Linked DNA regions of Sus scrofa: all the other regions are linked to region 3. The links are chromatin contacts, called in public Hi-C and HiChIP or PLAC-seq maps. All regions are on one chromosome and are shown on one strand. Each heading gives the region's core, a stretch centred on a gene start, on an enhancer-like site or on the middle of the called end of the contact. The rest is flanking DNA. Distances are from core to core; before and after follow the strand shown.

Region 1 (2,700 bases), core at 76-2,575, 340 kb before region 3:
AAGATATTAATGATGTTTCACACACTCAAGAGAGACATAACCTCGGAATGCAAAATACTCTGCAGTCAAAAAGAGACCTATTTGATTCAAGGGGAGTTGGGGGAGAGGGGATGAGCGGGCGTTAAGGGAATACTTGGCACGAAAAGCTGCCGGCCAGAGCAGCTGCGCCCAGCTTTTAGACACTTACTGGTTTGCTAGGGTACACGTTAGACAGATGCGTTTTTAGTTTCCCCACGGTCCAGTTCAAGAAGCAGCTAATAGTCTGGTCACTGTATTTCTGATTCGGTGCTTTAATGATGAGGGTCACAGGAATCTCCATCCCATTTTGGTCCATGGTGCCCCCAAAGTCGAACAGAGTCACAAGGAGCAGCAGTTAAGCCTAAACGAGCCGAGGTGGTTACTGCCGGCGTGGCTGGGATGGGTACGGAAGCGAGTGGGTTGTTAATATCCCGTGTCCAAGTCAGTCACAAGTGCATCGGGCGATACAAAGGCCATTGCCGGCACCGAGGATGATGGACAGTGGCGGCAGCGGCGGCGGGGTCTGGGGCCCGGCCCAGGGTGCAGTTCTCCCCGCCAGGTCTAGGCTTCGCCGGGCTCCGGACTGCAGAGGGAGGCCGGGAGTAGAGAGAGAAAGCAATGAGAAGGGAAGGAGGGGTGAGGGCGCGACAACCCGAGCCCCCGCCCCGCCCCCGCCGCGACCCCCAAACTGAAACGCAACAAGGCCCCTACGCGACGGTCCCGCAACGCGGGCTGGAGAAGGGGGACGGGCCGCTTAGGGTGGTCAGGTGCGACAAGCAGGGCTACCTGTGAGATGGCCGCAAAGCCCGCCACCGCCGCCCTCTGCGCCCGGGCAGGGCCACTGGCCTCACTGTCCGGCCAAGCGTCCTCCGCTGAGGTTCTCTTCCTGCTGCTTGGCGGCGGCCACGGCCCGGCCCCGGGTCTCGCGAGGCGGCGCGGTGGCAGCGGGAGAAGTTGGCCGAAGGGCGCGGTCCGCTCTCGGCCTGACCGCTCGGTCTGAGCAGTGCTAGGCAGGGCGGCGCACCGCCAGGCGCGACCGAAGCGGCGGCAGGTGGCAGGAGGGCGGGGACTAGAGCCCAGGCGCCGGCCGCGGGCGCGCAGTTTTGTTGTTGTTATGAAGAAGGTCCGGGTTCCCTTTAAGCTGGAAGACCCAGGGCGGAAGTGCGTCATGCGCCGCCCGCAGCGGGGCGCGGTCTTCCCGGCCCTGCGGCCTGCTCTCCGCCCGCGCCGACCAGGGATACCCCGGACCGAATTCCGGGTCGCCCCGAAGCCACGCGGGCGCGTCTGAGCCCGCCAGGCCTGACCCTTCGCTCGGCTCCGCCTCCCCAGCGGCCCTCAGGCCTCGCCACTAGCGTAGGTGGCGCTAGTACATTCTGTTTTGACCAAACCCTAAAGACTTGTTAAGTGTTCCTCCACCCTTAGCGTTGTTTTTGCAAAAGTTAGTGTCCTTCCCGATGCTGAATCAAACTTCTGCTCAAAATGTCTTGTGTCGGCTGTCTGTAAAGCACTGGAGCTTTGGCGGAGCAGAGACTGTGAGACAACATTACTTAAGGAGAAGGGTTTCAGTTCAGATGCCCGGAGTCTGCTTCTACTTTCGTTTTACCCTGCCTAACCTTTCTGAGCCTCAGTTTACTTCTCTAAATGGGACAGTCATGCCTGCCTGACAGCGTGCTGCTCAATAAATGAGCTATGTAGGTAAGCCACCTGGTACAGTTCTGGCAGACTCTCAGTTCCATTTCTTTCCTTTGTCTTCTCTAAAGTTGATGAGTGTTTACTGAGCACCTACTGTGTGTTCAGTACAGTGGGAGATGAAGCGGGATGGCAGTGTTATTTTTGTTTTATGGCTTAGACAGGGAAGGCGAACTTTCTTCAGTCTACCTCCCAAAGCTGACTTACTCTCCATTTTCTGCACGAGTTTTAGGAGTCCATGCAGTAAGTTAAGTTTGTTAGACGTGCATTTTCATAGCTCCAAGCTTCCACTACAGGCGAATGCAAGCAGTTAATGTAAGGGGCTTTGGGGACCTGGTCTCTTCCCCTCTCAGCTTCACGGGGATTAGTGGAAGTTAGTGACCAGAGGAAATTCTTCCTCTCAACAGCTAATGCAACAGGATCCCTTACACCCCCTCGTTCACCTCTTTCTTTATGGTAGATCACCTACCATATCTTAACTGTACCCTCTCAATGCTCTTTTGAAATAAGAGTGAAATTCTCTATTTTTAGCATGGAATGAGAACAGCTTGCTTTGACTTGGGTTTTTGGTAGCAGACCCTGGTCTTTTTCTACCTATTGTCTAGTCATCCTAATAGAAGCTTAATACTAGCCACAAATACTTATTCAGACTCCTGTACACCTAGCAGCAGCCATTTGACGCAGTTCTAGACCACCCCACTTCTAGATGAAAGCTGGAGTTGCTGCTGGGGCTTCTAGGAAAGCTTTCAGATGAACATGTTCTGCAGACCAGAGCTCATCCTTGCCCTCCACTTGTCTTTCTTCCTGGAGGAATGTGATGCCATAAATGGGGCAGCCACAGCTCAGTCATGAAGCAACAAACAGGAGAACAAAGGCCTATGTTAAGAGGTTGGCAGAGCAGAACAATGAAAGAGGCTGGATCCTTTGTGGCATGATTGTGCCACCATATGTCCTAAGCTGTCTGTTCTAAGAATTCTTTTATGTCCAGTTCCT
Region 2 (2,700 bases), core at 131-2,630, 320 kb before region 3:
GGTTAACAAATCTGACTAAAAACCATGAGGTTGCAGGTTCGATCCCTGGCCTTGCTCAGTGGGTTAAGGATCTGGTGTTGCTGTGAGCTGTGGTGTAGGTTGCAGACATGGCTTGGATCCCGTGTTGCTGTGGCTCTGGCATAGACCGGTGGCTACAGCTCCAATTAGACCCCTAGCCTGGTAACCTCCATGTGCCGTGGGTGCAGCCCTAGAAAAGGGAAAAAGACAAAAAAAATAAAAATAAAAATAAAAAAATTATGTACAGATAAATGTTTACTGAGATAGAAGTTGTTCATGACGTAAGATAAAAAGCAAATTGCAAAAACTATGTTCAGTAAAATCCCTTTTCATTAAAAAAATTTCATGATCCATATGTAAAGAACAATTTCTGGAAATAAACAAACCAAAGTATTAATAATGGACTTGTTGTGAGGGTGTTATTTCTTTTTGCTTACGTATATTTTCTAATTTTTCTAAATGAACACTTTACTATTTTGATAAGAAAAAGTTATTTTTAATTTTTAGAATCTCACTTATCCTTTGAGACAGCAGAAAGTCTTGTTGGCATTATTCCCAGTTTTAATCTTTTTAACATTTTTTTTTTTTTTGGCTACACCTGCAGCATGTGGAAGTTCCAGGGATTGAACCCACACCACAGCAGTGACCCGAGCTTGTGCAGTGACAATACCAGATCCTTAACGCAGATTCCACTGCACCGCAAGGGAATAACTTTAATTATTTATTTATTTATTTATTTTGCTGCTTCCTTTTTTTTTTCTTTTTGGGGCTGCACCCCGAGGCATATGGAAGTTCCCAGGCTAGGGGTCAAATTGGAGTTACGGCTGCCGGCCTACACCACAGCCACAGCAACATCAGATCTGCACCACAACTATGACCTATACCACAGCTCACCTCAACGCCAGATCCTTAACCCACTGAACAGGCCAGGGATCGAACCCACAATGTCATGGTTCCTAATCAGATTCATTTCTGCTGAGCCACAACAGGAACTCCTATTTATTTTTTTTTACTTTAATTTTTAAATAAAATATACATTTTACAAGGACAACCAATTCTTTTCATAATCCCTAATGTTTTGAAATATTACTGTATTTTGTTTATTGACAATTGGGATAGAATCAGATGTTTTCAAGTTTTAGGATAATTTCATGTCTTAAATTTTAATCTTTATAAGGAATCTTTTGTCATATCAAAACTGGTACTTAAAGAACCTTAGTTTGAAGCTTTTTTAAACTATGGTTTTATTTATTCATTTTTTCCTTTTAGGACCGCACCTGAGGCATATGTAAGTTCCCAGGCTAGGGCCTGGATCCAAGCCATAGCTGCTGGCCTATGCCTCAGCCACAGCAACACAGGATCCAAACTGCATTTGCGACCTATACCACAGTTCAGGGCAAGACTGGATCCTTAACTGAGCAGGGCCACTGATCAAACCCACTTCCTCATATGGATACTAGTTGGGTTTATTACCGATAAGCTACAATGGGAACTCCTAAAAACTATGGTTTAAAAACAAACAAACAAAAACTAATTCAGGCAGGATTGGGTGATATTTTTCTTTCATTCTATTTTTAAAAGTTGCTTTCTCACAGCTTCTTCAATCTTTTAATTTGGGGGTGATGTTAAAATTATAAACTTCATCTTTACTATTACAGCATTAAATTTCTTCTTAGCGGTAATTCCTGTCATATTTTCAAGAGGAAATATACTCCTGTGTAAAACAGGAAACGGACGAAATGCACCATGAAATGTGCCATTGCTGTGGTTAACCATATTAGCCACTGGGTGGCTCCACTGTTCCACGCCATTCAGTATCTCTGGTGATGGAAGTTTCCAGTGAAAACAGGAGATGAAGAGCAAGGCTTTATTTACAGAATGCTTAATTGGGAACTGATGCAGCATTTACGTTTTGGACATTTTATTTAGAAACAGTTCTGCTCATGTATGCAATATTTTCTTGTGTTCTCTGATAACTGGGCATTTGACTTGCCAAGAAAGGGAGAGGAAAGCTATATATTTTCTTAACATCTCATCATTTCCTGTTCCAATTTTTTAATCAAAACCAAAAATTCTTCATTTGCGACATCTTGTCTATTTTGATAGCTCTCATTTTCAGAGTCCTATAATAAAATAACTTGAGGAAAAACGAGAAATTACCACTAGACAGGAATGTGGTATGTTCTCCTTTTGGAAAGGTAGAAAGCAGCTTCTACCTCTGAGAGATGTCATTGTGTTCTGGGAAGGGCTAGTGAATAGAAGAAAAAGACAAAAATAACCCTCAAAGATGTAGAATTGGCCTCTGGATAGGGATCTCTAAAGCTAACTGTCCCTGGAGTCACAGATCTACATCTTGGCACTGATCGTAATTAAGAAACTTGACCTCAATTTATATTCTAGATGCCATTACATTTGCATTTTGCTCATTTATGATAAATTTTTCTCCATCCTTCCTTCTTTTATTCTAATTTTCTACCCCAAACCTATCACTTTCTTCTGTGATCTTGGTTCCTTTTATAATCTCCTATCCCTATTTTTATCTTTTTTTCCTTTTTTTTTTTTTTAATCTTTTTTTCCTAATGCCTTTTCATTTGCTAGGTTGAATGTATAATTTCTGAATGACAGTCTTTGTTTTAAAAATTCTCCTTTAGCCGCACTGAATCATTCCTTCAGAGGAAAGAA
Region 3 (2,700 bases), core at 140-2,639:
TGAAGAGATTTTCCTGATTAAACGTTTCTTTTTTCCCCTTATCACAGAAGGGTTACAGGAGGAAAGGAGTAGCTTAATGTGGCCTAGTGCTGGGGTAGGGGAGCAAGTGGAAGAAATAGAGGGACCAGGTCCTGATGACATCATGTGAGCTGGATGACATAGGTAGGATCTATTCCTTAACTTTTCTGCACAAGAACCTTTTTTTGGGGGGAGGGGAGTCTAAGCTAGTATGATTGGATTTCTGTCACTTGCAATTAGGAATCCTGACTAGTATACAGTCAGAAAGGCAGTAACATTTTGCCAAGGCTTGGCTTGCTGTCTTTTCACATCTGAGGTACCTCTGCCTTCCTTGAGGCTTAGTTTTTGCTGACCTAGCCTGGGGAATTTAAAGAAGCATTGGTCACATTGCTTGGTGATGAAACTTCAGAGGTTGAATACAGATGAATACCCAGGGTCAAAGTATGCAATGGTATCACCACATAGTTTGTGTAATCAAGTACCTCAGTAATGCCACTGTAATGCAGCATGTTCTTTAACCTGTCATCAAATTGTCCTTAAAGTGGTTTGATTTGAAAACTGTTCTGAAGTTCAGGAAGCAGCCTCCTTTTCCAACTAGCAAGTTTTCTCTCCTTAATGACTAGATGTAAAAATATCCATATTTACTCAGAGTGCTAAACATGCAAATGAGCAACTACGTGACCTAAGCGAACACATCTCTAATGGGTGGTGCACGCCCTCTCCTAGTAGCACAATGAGTTACTAGGGTTGTTTGAGGACATCTCTCTGTAAGCAGTGCAAAGGTAATACTCCAGAGTAAAAGAGGAGACCGAAAGCGCAGGACAGAAGTTTAAAAAGATCCCCTTCAGTCCTCTCTCTAACGTTCTCAGACAGAACTGAGCAAGGCCCCAGAGCCGCAGGCGTGCCTCCCTCACTGCAAGTGCCCTGGTCCGGTCCCCACGCCCCAAAGCGGACTAAACTGGGCTGGCAGCCCAGTCGCCTCTGCTGCACCCCTGGGTGCCGCCCGCCGAAAGGCAGCCGGGCAGGTCTCGCCTTGGGCGAGACTAAAAAGCCTCTATCCAGCACAGCCAGCTCTGGGCCCCCAGCAGCAAGCTGGGCTCTGGACCCTAGGACATCCTGCGGGTGACCCGCCGCAACCGCCATGGCGTCGGCCCCGCCTCTTCAGGGTCTCAATCCCGCCTCCGCGCTCCAGGGGCTCGCCCCCTCCCACCATGGCCCCGCCTCCTCCCTCCGTGTTCCTTCACCGCCCGCATGCGCTCGGGCCAGCCCTCTCACAGCACAGCCCCGCCTCTCACACTCCGGAGGCTCGCATTCCTCCACCTCTCGTCCTGGCCCCACCCCTGAGCTCCGTGGCCCCACCCCTCGCACTCCAGGACCCCGCCTCCGCGCTCTCGGCTTCCGCGCTCTCGGGTCCGGTCCTCCCGTTCGGGCCCCGCCCCACGTGCCCTCCGAGTCCCGGGGAGGAGTTGGCGCGCGGGAGGAGGCGTGGCCGTGGTGTCTGCGGAGGCGCGGGCGTCGCGGCCGGGACTTTGGCTTTGACACCGACAGCAAGCAGGAGCCGTGGCTCTGGTGCTGGGGTCTGGACGCGGTTCTTGCGGACCCCGCTTTCGAGGCGAGAGCAGGACTTTTTTGCCTGGATCAACGCAACTGCGGCGCTGGTGCAGCAATAGGCTTTGGTGCTGCCGCGGAGCCGAATTTCACCGCCGCTGCCGCCTCCGCGAAGCCCTGCAGCTCCTGCCGGTTCTGGGAGAGCGACTCTGAGAGTTTCTCCAGCAGGAAGAGCTGGGACCCGTGGCCCGAAGCGGCGTGGGAGAGATCCTGCGGCCCATCCCTGACCTGCCCCCACGTGGGCACTAGGGCTGAAAACTGGGGCCCCGCGCTGTCCCGGGTTGGGCTCAGGCTTCGGAGCCGCAGGTGGAAGGAGAACAGCCCGGAGGAGTGGCTCTGAGGTGGGGCGCGGGGACCCGCGGCGGGTCTGATGGGGGGCGATAAACCCCTTCTCTTTGCCCGCACTAGTGAGGGCGAAATTCCCAAGTTGCTGGTGGTGCTGAGTGTCAGCGCAAGGGACGGGGCGCGCTCTCCCATCCGCCAGAGAACCCAAACGGGGGCTACCGTAGCGCCCCAGGGCTGGGAGAATTGAGAGAGGCAGGGACAAGAGGTGTAGGCCGAAGGGGATAGGTCTCTTTCCAAGAGGAGCGGTTCATAGCAGTTTGGATCGTAATGTGATGAAAATTGGACCTCACCAGCGGAAAATCCTCCTGGGCCAGCCCCCTCGTGTGTGTGTTTTCAGTGGTTCACGGGACAGGCGTCAGCGCTGGACTCCTGGCCAAGGACTCCAGCTCTAGTTTGGCGTGCTAATGCCAACTGATTCACGGAGTCAATCGATTTGTATTTTTATTTATTTGTTTTCCAGGTGGCCAAGTGAAAGTGTGAACACTCTGGGCATGGAGATTTAGTGTTTGTGGTGCCCACTTCGTGCCCTGACTCCTTCACCTTACCTTTTTCTGCGTCTGTGAGGTCTACCAGGCTTCTTCTCTAGCCAGCGAGTTCTGCGGTGGTGAGGCCTTCCTGGGCCCCTGATCCTGGCCGGCCATGGGGAGCACGCTGGGCTGCCACCGCTCCATCCCCCGGGACCCCTCAGACCTGTCCCATAGCCGCAAGTTCAGTGCTGCCTGCAACTTC

The links. Hi-C and Micro-C count contacts between places; a contact is called where the count stands out from the background. HiChIP or PLAC-seq counts read pairs in DNA pulled down with a chosen protein or histone mark.
Region 1: a contact with region 3 is called in an H3K27ac HiChIP or PLAC-seq map of alveolar macrophages. The contact joins the promoter of HERPUD2 here to the promoter of EEPD1 in region 3. A contact is called at or near these places in 1 of 5 promoter capture datasets (liver), 4 of 47 Hi-C or Micro-C datasets (alveolar macrophages, omental adipose tissue, retroperitoneal adipose tissue and 1 more) and 2 of 2 datasets of contacts at active chromatin or transcription factors (alveolar macrophages and skeletal muscle).
Region 2: a contact with region 3 is called in a Hi-C map of alveolar macrophages, with 2.0 times the contacts expected there. The contact joins the enhancer-like site here to the promoter of EEPD1 in region 3. A contact is called at or near these places in 1 of 5 promoter capture datasets (liver), 5 of 47 Hi-C or Micro-C datasets (alveolar macrophages, embryonic fibroblasts, omental adipose tissue and 2 more) and 1 of 2 datasets of contacts at active chromatin or transcription factors (alveolar macrophages).

What each region holds. Positions count from the first base shown.
Region 1 is chr18:38,283,145-38,285,844 of Sscrofa11.1, reverse strand. HERPUD2 (homocysteine-responsive endoplasmic reticulum-resident ubiquitin-like domain member 2 protein) reads right to left here and starts at 1,325. Exons shown (of 9, transcript XM_021078631.1): 1 at 805-1,325; 2 at 188-601. The coding sequence starts at 334. LOC102161969 (a long non-coding RNA gene) reads left to right here and starts at 1,403. Exons shown (of 5, transcript XR_002340256.1): 1 at 1,403-1,713.
Region 2 is chr18:38,264,576-38,267,275 of Sscrofa11.1, reverse strand. All of the region lies in intron 2 of LOC102161969 (a long non-coding RNA gene), which reads left to right. Among named protein-coding and RNA genes, the nearest start is that of HERPUD2, 19 kb to the left of the region's middle. Within about 2 kb of position 1,380, at least 29 of the 83 cell types and tissues checked have an H3K27ac peak or open chromatin away from gene starts, as enhancers often do. A contact at or near this core is called in alveolar macrophages, omental adipose tissue, retroperitoneal adipose tissue and 1 more, where this site is marked.
Region 3 is chr18:37,947,544-37,950,243 of Sscrofa11.1, reverse strand. It overlaps EEPD1 (endonuclease/exonuclease/phosphatase family domain-containing protein 1), which reads left to right and starts at 1,389. Exons shown (of 8, transcript XM_013985720.2): 1 at 1,389-1,967; 2 at 2,432-2,700. The coding sequence starts at 2,611.